2 separate regions of the Sus scrofa genome follow, and region 2 is linked to region 1. Evidence: chromatin contacts called from public HiChIP or PLAC-seq data. All regions are on one chromosome and are shown on one strand. The core of a region is the stretch at or near the end of the contact, and the rest is flanking DNA. Distances in the headings are between cores, read along the strand shown. Region 1 has its middle 110 kb from the start of DCN. Region 2 has its middle 28 kb from the start of LUM.

Region 1 (6,277 bases), core at 687-3,186:
TAATTTATAATGTGATCATGTCTTCTCCGCAACAAAGCAATTCAGTTATGCATATACACACTTCCATTCTTTTTCAGATTCTTATAGGCTGTCACAGAATATTGGGTAGTTTCCTGTGCTATACAGCAAGTCCCCATTGGCCAGTCATTCCATATGACACAATGTGCATATGCCAATCCAAAATCTTGCTGTGTATCAGCTCAAACCTTGACACTCGCTGAATATTTGGGCTCCCATTACTCTACGAATACTTATGGCAACTGTTGGCTGTCATCACAGCATTCTTTCCTTCATTACTTTTATCTTCTATACGGCTCTACTCTTGACAGGGAAAATGTTAGGTACAAAAGGGCATGAGCTATTTATTATACATCTTTGACATGAGCAGAGGTCCAACTGGAAATCATAATACTTCTCCTAAAGATAGGCTTTAATCAAATTACACTGCAGAAAAAATAATTTGGACAAACTACTCTTGAACAACAACAACCAAAAATCCCCCCTAAGAAATAGGGAAAAGGAACACATTAACAAATTATTTGCATTTGTTAATTTGACTACATGCCTTTGTACCCACTGTACAATGAATCTGTAATAACTACTTATTGATTTGTCATGAAGAACTTCTTTCTGATTATGTTTGGCAAAATAAAATTTAGAGTTACCATCTATTACAGGACAGTAGAGTGTCCATTCAAACAAAAGAACTGTGTAAGGATTAACCTTGTTTGAAAATGTCAGTGTAGTGCATACCAGCTTATCATGTGAAAGTGAATAGTTTCCATTATTTTGTAAGGTGTCTTTAACTGGGAGGATGGTGAATTTTGGATCTATGGGTTAAGGTCTGTTCATCTCAAATGTGATACCAAGAAAGGTAGCAAACTGCTTTTCTGATATTACTTACACAGCAAAGATTTTTATGCTGCCTTGTCTCAAATTTAAGTGTTGAGTCACCATCTTCTGAGGTTCCTTCTCAACAAGAACTTGTTAGCAATACAAGGGATACTGAAAACTATAATTTTACTGTAGCTTGAACTTGCCCAGATTAAAGGAGGGACAAAGTTCTGAACAAACTCTCCTCTGGCTAAAATCCAGTACTTTTATGCCAAATACTTTTTTTTTTTTTTTTTTTTTTTTGCCTGTAAAATGAAAAAAAAAGGGGGGGTGTCTTTATAAAGAAAAGTTATTTCATTGAAAAGGATTTTTCATTTATCTTGTCATGATTATGACAAATTTCACTAATCCCACATTTTAAGGTATCTTGACCTCTGAGCCTGTTTTTTTTTTTTTTTTAATTTTCTTTCCTTTATATTAAAAAAAACTCTAAATTAGCTCAAATGAGTAATGATTAAGGAATTTCCTACCACAGCCATAAACGAGTATCAACAAGCAGTCAATGGATGGATGGATAAAATAACATTGGCAGATTCTTTTATTTACAAACATTGAAAAATACAGACATTGTCATTTATCTCTCTGAATATTTATATTCTCGACACAAAATGAAGTCATGGAGACATGCCCATCTGTTTATTTTTTAAAATCCTTGGTGTCAACTGTTTAGAAGTTTCCAGTTCAAACCAGGAATGAAGGCATTCTTGTGGGATGTAGTCAAGTCAAGGAATTCTGTCCAAATCTTTGAAACAAACAAAATTTTTGGCTTATATTTCAGAAAAGTTTAGATAAGTTTTTCATTTTTATAACTTACAAGCAGTCTTTCAACTGATGTGTGCATGTGTGTGTGTGTGTGTGTGTGTGTGTTCGTAGTTCTTAAAATTAGAAGCAAAGTGTTAAGGAGAACCCATATGGTTTGACTGTTGTGAAAACCTGGTTGACGTGAAATGCTACTTAGAAGCTGATGGTTTTGGCTACCAGCATGGGAGGAGGATATTGAGACAGGGTGGATCACTTTTATTTGAGTATCATTTACTGGGACTTGGCTGGGAACCCACACTAGAGAATAGCAGAGTATGCTAGGTTGTTCTCTCTTTGCCTTAGTCTATGCCCCATGCTTCTGTACCCCTTCTGGGACAATTTCTGAAGACCACCTCACCTGGGCTCCCTTGCCAGCTGGCTTCTGCTTAGAATCACCCCATGGGTCCCCGTGTATTAAGATATGAAGGTGAAAAGAGAAAGTTGTACATTTTGCCCCTTCTCCCTCCTTATATCAGCACCTGGTCCCTGGTAATAATTGTATTTTTCTTCCCCAGGGGGAAACCACTCTTGCAATTCCAACTCTTCATGACCTCTGGCAACACTGTTTCTTCCTCTTGTCCTTTTGGTCTTGTGGGTGGAAACAACCTCCCACAGTTTTTAGTCTCTGGGTGCCCTGCCAACCCTGTTTGCTCCTTTTACTGGGCCCACACATAGTCAGGACCCCAATCAATAAAAATTCTTCTTTAAAGGCAGAAGATATGTGCACAGTGTGAGAAGAAAAGGTGGGCTTTGTTCATTGTCTCACTGGTTATGAAAGTAGAATTAATTATTGTCCCTCAGCCAAGTATTCATTGTGGAAATAAAAAGTAATTCATATTTCTTACTGGATAATTTTTGAAAATATATAACATGGAAAAAAGTAAATAGGAAAGAAAATAGTAATTAACTTTATTGATCGATAGTAGCAATGTATTAGCTGTGTCTCTATGAAGTAGGCACTGTCATTGCCCTTGCTTTAAAATATAGGACCAAACTACTGAGAGGTCAAATGACTTGTGTTAGGTTATACAGCTATAGGATGGCAGAGGAAAGATTTGAACTGAGGCAGATTAGTTCCTAGGCCTACCCTTGTAGCCACTGTGCCTTTCTACCTCTTGGAAGGAAACTGGGAGCGGAAGGAATAGCATTTATTAAGTACCTACTATGTGTCAGGAAGTGCTCTAGATGCTTTCACATGGGCTATCTCATATATTGCTCTTTCAGCAGCACTTGACACTGTCATACATTATCTCTTTTGAGAATCATTTTCCTTTCTAGGTTTCTCTGACACTACATGCTATTCTGTTTTCCTCTCACTTTCCTTTGCTAGCTTGTTCTTGTCTATTCAGCCTTTAAATGTGGGAATGTTTTGGAGTTCCCATTGTGTCCAGCCAGTTAAGAACCTAACAAGTATCCAAGAGGATGAGTGTTCGGTCCCGGCCTTGCTCAGTGGTGAAGGATCGGCATTGCCATGAGCTGTGGTGTAGGTCACAGACACGGTTTGGATTTAGTGTTGCTGTGACTGTGGTGTAGGTCGCAGATGTGGCTCCTGCATTGCTATGGCTGTGGCGTAGGCTGGCAGCTGCAGCTACAATTCAACCTCTAGCTCCGGGACTTCCATATGCCACAGGTGCACTAAAAAGAAAAAGAAATGTGGGAATGTTTGGACTTCTCTTCCTGCTTCTATTCTTACTTGTTAAACTCATCTAATTAAGTAACATATGCCAATGATCCACAGATGACTCATATTTTTATTACTAAATTGTCCTCTCTCCTTAATGTTATACCTGTACGTTCATCTGCCTCCTGGACATCTCCCTTTTGATACTTAGTAAGCCTCTCAGCCTTAACATGGCCAACTGAGAATGCTTGGTTCATTTCTTCTTCAACCTGCTTCTCTCTCTGTCATCACCATTTTATGAAATTGCACTGCCATCTATTACAATGATCAAGCTAAAAATCAAGAATTATCCTAGAGTGTTCATGCTTTCCTTTTCCTGATATCTAATTATCAATACATTCTGTCTGCTCCATCTGTGGAGTCCAAGTCCCTTCCTGGGACTACCACTATATTTGCCTCAGTCATTGGGATAACTTCCTAAGTGATCTTCTTATTTCTAATCTTGCTCTCCTTCAAAAATTTCTACATATGGCAGCCAAATAATTATTTTAAGCATATCGTGCCAGTTTACTGCTGAAATCCTTTATTGGCTTCCAAACAAAATGCAGTTTTTATCCAGAAAGAAAACAAATCCAAACAAAATGCAATCTCCTTTGCATGGAATAACCGTACCTAAACTGGTTTCTATTGAGTGAATGGATCCTATAGTAGAAATATTTGGCCTTTATAATATCTCTTCCAGATGGCTCTTAGTATGTCTATTTTTTATTAAAGTAGAAATGGAGGTGCAGAATAACATATTTCTCCCTCCCTTGGGAGGTCTTGAAATCAGTTCTTAAGTGGACTTGACTCATGTAATACATATTAAGCAGCCAATATTTTCTTAATTACTTACAATGTATTAGGCACAATACTCTAGTGTGCACTTTTTCGTGTATTATGTTATTATTTTATAATGAGAAGCTTAAGGTGCTATCATCTTCATTTGATAATTTGAGAAACAAGGCTCAGAGAGTTTAAGTAACTTACTCTAAGTCACAGAGCTGGTTAGTGGGAAAGGGTTGATCTAATACCAGGTCTGTATTCCAAAACCTACTGCCTTACCCATGTGACTTCTCCAAATCCTTGAAAAGATGGTGTGTACATTTTTTTATTCCTACCAATTATATACACACATTTTTCTCTTTCAAAGAATATAAACTATTTTAAACATGTCAGAACTTAATGTTTTTATAAACTTTGTGTTTGTAGATGGAAGGCAGAGACAGCAGTTTTGTTCAAAACCTAGTGACTATTCTCTTTCTCCTTGGTTGGTCCAAAAACAATTATCAAAGAGCACTTAACTGAAAAATACAAGGAAGCAAGTCATTTAGTGTGAATGTTTAAAGGAAGTTTTCTTTTCTTCTTCTTCTTTTTTTTTTTTTTTTGTCTTTTCTAGGGCCGCATCCACGGCATATGGAGGTTCCCAGGCTAGGGGTCTAATCAGAGCTGTAGCCATCAGCCTATGCCAGAGCCACAGTAATGCCAGATCCGAGCTGCGTCTGCGACCTACACACAGCTCATGGCAACTCCGGATCCTTAACCCACTGAGTGAGGCCAGGGATCAAACCAGCAACGTCATGGTTCCTAGCTGGATTCGTTAACCACTCAGCCACAATGGGAACTCCGGAAGTTTTCTTAAATAAACTTTTTAATGATATAGTCTTATTTGACCTTGTAATATATACTTTCTAATCAGGGAATTTTAATTAAAAAATCCATGCCAGAGAAATAGAATCATTTAAATATGTGGTTACAAGATCAATCCTCCTCTTTTTTTTTTTTTTTTGTCTTTTTGGGGTCAATCCTCCTCTTGTAAGGGAAAATATTTTCATATCAAGCATTTTTGGTTCACACTAGGAGGAAAGAATACAAAAATATTATGTTAATACTTAACAATAGATATGCAACATGATCCCCAAATTATACTAAATTGGACATGCTTATATAGGGATTCCATCTTTTTCATCCTGGGAGAGAAACATACTATAAATTCCATTTTGAAAATGACTTTTTAAAATTGCCATAAATTTAGTGTACTACACAACTTGCTGCTTTGACAACGGCGAGCATATTAATATATTTTTCCAAGATCATCTTTTGCAGAGCATTTCCTTTTCACGTCCAAAGAAATCACAAAGGGAATATGTTATCCTGTTTATTCCAACGAAATTATGAATCAAGCTTTATTTTCTTTCTTGCTTTGGAAAACAAATGCCAATAGAAAGCACTACTAGTAAGAAGTCAGGAAATTTGGTCTTCGAAGCAACGCAAATTTAAAACTATGTTCATTGTAACTTGGGCTTCCAAAATGCCACAGTGATCCCTTCACTTATATTCTCTCAGATAACTTTCAACAAGAAGAATTTTTATTTGTTTGCTTTTAGAAATAAAGATCCAGATGCAATGTGAAAATGGGCAAAGATGCAGGCAATGACTCTGACCTTATGGGAATAGTTTTCTTGTATGAGTTATAACATGGTCCTGATGAAGATTCTCAGGAATGCTTCAAAAATGTCTTAAGCAAATAGAAGAACCATTGTATGATATCTCATATGCTGGCTATTATGAAAGACACAAGCTACTTCTAAGTGTATATTCTACTAAAATTATTACTTTTTAAATTACGTTCAATGCTTGATCATTTTTCCTTTTGTCCTTAATGCGATTGTCATTGATTGTACCTCTGGCCTACTTTTCTGCACATCTCAAAGATTTCTTTCATGAGATACATCATAATCAGTAATGATTCATGTGGTTATTTTTGTTTGGATAATTTCTCCTCCCTTCCTCTGATAAACTCTAAAATACATTTGAGAACATTGACTAATGGCAGCTTGGATATGGACCAAGTCCAATTAGATGTTTAAAAATTATAGTGCTTTGCCTATCACATAGAACTGATCTTCTTTCCAAGGAGTA
Region 2 (6,696 bases), core at 3,013-5,512, 160 kb after region 1:
GAGAAGGATAATTTTTTTCATAGGAATATATGCACGTTACAGCAGCAGCTCAGAAGAGGGGTGATAAGATCCTCCAAGGATGGTAAAGTAAGCACAGAGGGACATGGAAGATTTCACTGAGGAGGCTGAAGAGGGTTTTGGTGGGTGTGTGAGAATTCAACAGGGAGATTTGGGGAAATCAGAGATCAAGCTCAACCACTCAAAAGCTGGCCAAAAAAAGTGGGTCTGCTCTCCTTCTTTACCTTCTTCTGAAGCAGAGGCAGTGGTTTATGTTTACATTTGATTATCCGCAGAGCTGAGGATAACCTTAGGGGAAGCCACCCTTCTTTTCTCTTTCCACAGTCTTGCTGGCCCACGAAAGAGCAATGTCCCAGAATGTTCAATAGGAGGGAAGAAATGCCTTTCCTCTTCTCTCTTATCCCTCCCAAGAGACCCCACTCTCATGATAGCAGTGAAGACGTATTTTCTATTAGAAGGCGTTTGGTGCTCAAGGCCTACGTCATTTCTAGACACTTTCTTTTTTTTTTCAAAACCAGACTTTGAATGCTTCACTCTCCTGTTCAGGCCCACCTCCTTCATGCTGCAGCCTTCCTCTTGGGGAGCCTTCCTCTTGCAGTTACCCCGCTGCTTCACCTACAATGGAGTGAGCGCTGGATAGAGGTAGGAGGATGGGGAGACTTTTTGGGACTTTGCTCTGCAAGGCAGATCCTCCACCACACTTTTCCAAGTAGTGAGCTATTCCTAATTTTGTTCCAGATCTAGATGAGAGCGAGGCCTGATCCTTCAGCATCCTACTCTTTAAGTGTCAGCACAACTTCTTTCTTACACATCTTCCCTTTGAAATAAAGATAAATGAAACCCATTTCTTGGACTTCAGCATGTCTATGGACATGACTTCGGAGAGTTACAGAACCTTTCTGTGACTCATTTCTCTGTCTGTGAAACGGGAATAATAATAATTCATACCTTATAGGTTGGCGTGGAAATTAAGCGGGTTAACACAGAAGATAGCTTTTAGCTCAGAAAAAGGGCTAGCACGTGAAAAGGGCTTACATATGTTGGTGGCTCTTTCTGTTATTCCCCAGGTTGCATAGTTTGGGCTGCCATCACCTCAAGGGAATTAGGTCTCAGGTTGAGGGTGGGGCCTGAGATTGTGCATTTCGAACACACTTTCAGGAATGCTGCTGTTCCTGGGTCTGTGTTTTGAGGGGGAAAAAAGCAAGAGAATCCCCTCAGTTCCCACTGGACCATGTCTATTTCTTCTCTGCCACTACTTGACCCTGTGAGAACCCCTCCCCCCACCGTATTAGTGTCCTGGGGCCACTGTGGAAAAAGTACCACAAGCTGGGTGGTTTAAGTAACAGAAATCTATTCTCCCACAGATCTAGAGGTTAGAAGTTCAAAATCAAGGTGTGGGCAGGGCCATGCTTCCTCCAAAGGCTCTAAGGAAGACCCCTCTACGTTTCTTCTAGCTTCCAGGTACCTCCAGGTGTTCTTGGTTTGAGGCAGCATAACTCTAATTTCTGCCTTTGTCTCCACATGGCCACTTTCACTTGTGTGTCTGTTTCTTTTCTCCTCTTCTTTAAAGGACAGCATTTATATCAGACTAAGCGCCACCCAATTCAGTATGATCTCATCATGATATCTTCAAAGACTCTGTTTCCAAAAAGGTCACACTCATAGGTACTAGGGATTAGATCTTGAATTTTTCCTTCTTTCTTCCTTTCTTTCTTTCTTTCTTTCTTTGGCCACCTTGTGGCATATGGAGTTCCCCGGCCAGCGATCAGATTCAAGCCACAGTTCTGACCTAAGATGTAGCTGCAGCAATGCAGGAACCTTAACCCACTGTGTCAGGCTGGGGATCGAACCTGCGTCCCAAGGCTCCCAAGACACCACCTATCCTGTTGCGCCACAGTGGGAACCCCTTGAATTTATCTTTTGAGAAGAGGTGGTTCAACCATTAACACTTTTTTTTTTATCTTTCTAAAAATGCGTACTTATTGTCTTTCTTTTTACTAACACTTTTATTTGTGTGGTTTACATAAGAAGTTAAAAACTGTGAATTTGCCTCTGGTCCTTCGTGGTTGGTTCAGCGTCCTTCATACATTTATGCTGGCCCAGGTTGTATACCGTTTTGTCTTCAGGGCTGTCCCTCTTACCACATCCAAGTGACCCCAAATTTCCAGAACACAGTATTTATGTTCTTTTAATGCATTCCTCTTGCATGACCTTGATCTGGCAATGAAAGTTACTATGTCATTCTCGTCGTATAAATCAGGCATAACCTGGGTGTCTGCTTTTTTCCTGGTTCATTCATTTTACTGAGTCATCCTCAATCCCTTTCTTTTCTTTTTTCTTTTTTCTTCATAATACAATTCTAAGGAACTCCTCATTCCACAGTTTATTGCAAATCCAGGATCTCATTGCCTTAACTTCCAGGCAAACAAAGAGATGTCTGATCCCTTATGTAAACCCCAAATGTATATACAACAGTTTCTCATTCATCCAAAGTTCTAGCAAAGCCTGTTCCAGGACTGCTCCGAAATCCACACTGTTAACTCTTTCCAAGACTTCACTGCCCTTCAGATTCTGCTACTGCTCGCACAGGTGTTACATAGGTTGCTGAGCTGATATTTCATTTCTGACTTTGCTGCTCATTTTTTAATTCTCACATTTATTGCTGAAGAGTTTCTTTCAGGGGTTTTGTTTATGTATCCTTAGTGCACCATCTGTCACAGTTATTTCAAGTCACAGGTCCACGACAGACTGTCAGTTTCACACTACAAAGTATAACAGTGGAAAACACAGAAAAACCAAGACAGGGAAAACACCAAACTTATTACAATCAACTATAAACATCCAGGGATGTAAAACAACCTTCAAGTGGAATTAAATAATTCTGAAGTAAGACAAAGTCCTTGTGTCCCCACCCAGTGCAAGACAGCCAGAGAAAGCCTGGATGAGACATCCCCTGAGAACATGATTCCCAGCCACTAGTTGGCCACTGATAGTCAAAACACCAAGCTCCTTATTCCAACAGGGACAATCAATGAGGGCTAAGTCAATGCTTCCAGGCCTCCACAGACAAGCACAGAAATACTAATCGATTTTAAAATATATGTGAATATCAAAATAATCAGCCCTTCTATCCAGGCCCGACATTTGTGTTAGGAAGCACATATCACTTCATTCATTCAACACATATTTATTAAAGACCTCCTGTGGGTCTGACACTGTCCTCGTGGCTGAGATAGAGCAATGAACAATATCTTACCCTCATGTAGCAGACATTGCTGTGGGAAGAGGCCTTTGAGGGATGACAGATGAAAGGGAGGAAAGAAAAGAAGGCTCAAGGAATCGGAACATGAGACAATGGGACTCGTCATTTTATAAGGGATGGTCTGAAAAAAGACCTTCTGAGAAAGTAACATTTGAGCAGAGATAGAAAGGACAGAAGGAAGAAAGCCCCCAAAGGGAGCCCAAGTTTAGGAAGATGCACGGCAGGCTCCAGGAACAGCAGAGAGGTCAAACGTGCAGAGGTAAAATGAACGAGGAGAGGCAACATGTGGCTTGAGGTCAGAGAAGTAATGGGAACCTAAATTCTGCCGGACTTTTAAGGCAATGTTAAAGACCATTTTCACCCCTTCCCTCCCCGGCAAGACTGGACACTATTTAAGTGTTTTCGGCAAGAGAATGACTTGATTGCACTGCCTGTGAAAGGCAACCTCAGGTTGCACAGACTCCCGAGGGACAGGGAGGGACCCAGGGTGGGATATTGAGGACACGACTGCAATAAGCAAGGGATGAGGATGATGGTTTTGACCCAGACAGCAGCAGAGACGGTGGTGAGACGCGGTTACAATATGGAAGTGTTCTGAAGCTACAGAGGACTAGGAAGCTCAAATGGGTTGTGAGAGAGAAAGAATAGAGACAGAGACGGCTCCAGGAATTTTGGCCTGAACTGCTGGGAGGATGAAGTCACCATTGACTGAGATGGGAAACACTGAGAGGCTGGGGTGGAGGGAGGCTGAAATCAAAATCTGGTTTTGGAAGTGTTCATTCTTTCAAGATGCCTATTCCCATGTGGAGGTATAAAAGAGGCTTTGGATCTAGGAGTCTGAACTTCAGGGGAGAGGGGTGGGCTATAGGCATAAATTTGGGAGATGCCAGAATATCGATTGCTCTTCTTTATCAGGGCCGAAATGCCTTAACTTTATCCAGACTGAGCAGTCATACTGTACATGTTAGTAACACATTTTACAGGGCCAATTCTGGCCTTTTGCAATGTTCTTGTGGTTTCTAAGATAAATAAACATATTATATGTTTCCCGCTGGATGCCTTTGCTAAGATCCTGTCAGTATTTCCAAAACAGTCCTTGCTTAAACAACACCACAAAAAAAAAAAAGAAAGAAAAGAAAGGAAAAAAAAAAAAAGAAAAACTCTTAAGGAGAAAGAATTTTATTGTTTTGAAAACATCCTTGTGTTTTCTCTCATGAGCTTAAAATTATATAAAAACACAGTCTAGTTTCTGTTTCCCTTAAGAGCTCACATTAACAAAAATATAGCTTGGTGCCTGCTTGAATGTGGGTTGATAACTTGCTGGTGGTTTGACAGTTATGAATAAACAGTCCTGTGCCATAAAGAAAGCATATTCCTGAAACTGCAGGAGTCTCAGGGGGCCTCAGGCACTGTACCAGCATATTTAACTAGAAAACCATGGAAACACATATAAATTTCACAGCTGAGATCATTATTTCATGGAATCCTAGCATAGACAATGCTGCTATTGCTTATATTGATCACTAGTTGATGAAGAATCCATGAGGTCACTTGACCTGGCACTGGAAGGTGACAATATGAAACATTTCTCTTGGAATAATTTACTTTTTCTCATCTTTTCACAAAACCAGTTATGTGTGGGTATGCATTTGGGGGTATCTTATTGTAATCTTACTATGCTCACATAAGAGAGAAATGTAAAATTTTAATTAATTTGATCACTCATCCCTATATTTATTTAATTCACATATTTATGGAGGACTCAGAAAGTGAGAGAAACTATGCCAGGTTTGGAGAAAATAAAAACAAAAAAAATATGTATTTTATTTCCTGCAGTCAGTAACAGTGGGATGTGAAGGTGAGATATTATTTTAATAACCTTTAAAAATGAATAAAAATATAACATCTGAGAAGGTGCTGAGAGGAAATGAAAGTCAAAAGTATCACGTCCTGTTCATGATTAAAAATTATAATGTTAAACAAATTTCCTGTGTCTGTCCTTGACTTCAGGAGAAACATCTGGAACACTGTGAGAAATACCAGGCCACCTACAACTCACAAAGCTTTTTCTGAGGCCTAGGAAATGATAAACAAAGCTTATGAGACCAGATGTTCCTGAATGCTATTTTGATTAACATCCTTTTCATACCATCTGGACTGATAGATGGATTTTTTTTTTCCCTTGGTTATTTCTTCCTAGCTTTAGCAACTCTCATTGACAAATATACTAGAAATCTATTTACCTAAGACGAGTGATGACAGAGTTCATAGATTCTGAAAGGGAAGGATAGTGTAGAAATTCAACTACTCAGCAGTGGGCCCTACATTTTAGCCTGGGTGCAAAAGTGGCTGTCACATCCACAAAGCCTACATTTTCTCAGATATGTAGGGTCCTCTTTAAACTCCTTTCTGAGAGAGGATGCCTCAGGTCCTAGGGGGCAAAAGTTGGAAATCAGGTAATAATGTAAACAGTCATCTCATAGGTTGCTGGAACTCCTTGACCTTGGTCCTTTTTCATTCTACAAATAGCAAACTGACTTGAAGTTGCATTGGCTTATTTTTTCACATGGGCAAACATGAATTTTTTCCAGAGTTTCTTTGAGATGTAATTTGACATATAACATTATATAAACTTAAGGCGTACAGTTGACCCTTGAACAATACTAGTCTGAACTGTGCAGGTCGTGGATTTTTTTCAATAAACACATATGGTACTACATGACTGCAGTTGATTGAGTCCAGGGGTGCAGCACCACAGTTTCAGAGGACTAACTAGGACTTGAGCACCCATGGATTTTGGTATCTGTAGGTCCTAGAACTAGTGCTTTGCAGATACCAAGGGACAACATAATGCTGTAAACAACACAATGATTTGATGTTTAGAAAAGGTATATATTTGTGAAATGATTACCACAATAATGTTTGTTTGTTTGTTTGTTTGTATTTGCTTTTTTAGGGCTACACTCACAGCATATGGAGGTTCCCAGGCTAGGGGTCTCATCAGAGCTATAGCTGCCAGCCTACGCCAGAGCCACAGCGACACCAGATCCAAGCCACCTCTGCGAGCTACACCACAGCTCATGGCAACGCCGGATACTTATCACATTGAGCAAGGCCAGGGATCAAACTTGCGACCTCATGGTTCCTAGTCAGATTTGTTTCCACTGCACCATGACGGGAACTCCGCCATAATAATTTTAGTTAATATCCATCAGTTTATAGCCACTCTCTGGAGTTTTGTTCAGTAGCATTAATAACAATAACAACAACGCTTCTTTGCATGACTATGACAGCTTTTGGTTGACAAAAATATTCACTGATACAACTGCATGGTTGTTTTACAACAAGTAATGGAACTAGTGTATATTCTAATAAGAAAAAGAGACAAGGAATAAGTAATTTAAAAGGCTTTGATA

The links. HiChIP or PLAC-seq counts read pairs in DNA pulled down with a chosen protein or histone mark.
Region 2: an H3K27ac HiChIP or PLAC-seq map of skeletal muscle shows a contact between it and region 1. The contact joins two enhancer-like sites. A contact is called at or near these places in 1 of 47 Hi-C or Micro-C datasets (embryonic fibroblasts) and 1 of 2 datasets of contacts at active chromatin or transcription factors (skeletal muscle).

What each region holds. Positions count from the first base shown.
Region 1 is chr5:91,563,180-91,569,456 of Sscrofa11.1, forward strand. No RefSeq gene overlaps it. Among named protein-coding and RNA genes, the nearest start is that of DCN, 110 kb to the right of the region's middle. Within about 2 kb of position 1,937, at least 17 of the 83 cell types and tissues checked have an H3K27ac peak or open chromatin away from gene starts, as enhancers often do. A contact at or near this core is called in skeletal muscle, where this site is marked.
Region 2 is chr5:91,717,254-91,723,949 of Sscrofa11.1, forward strand. No RefSeq gene overlaps it. Among named protein-coding and RNA genes, the nearest start is that of LUM, 28 kb to the right of the region's middle. Within about 2 kb of position 4,263, at least 28 of the 83 cell types and tissues checked have an H3K27ac peak or open chromatin away from gene starts, as enhancers often do. A contact at or near this core is called in skeletal muscle, where this site is marked.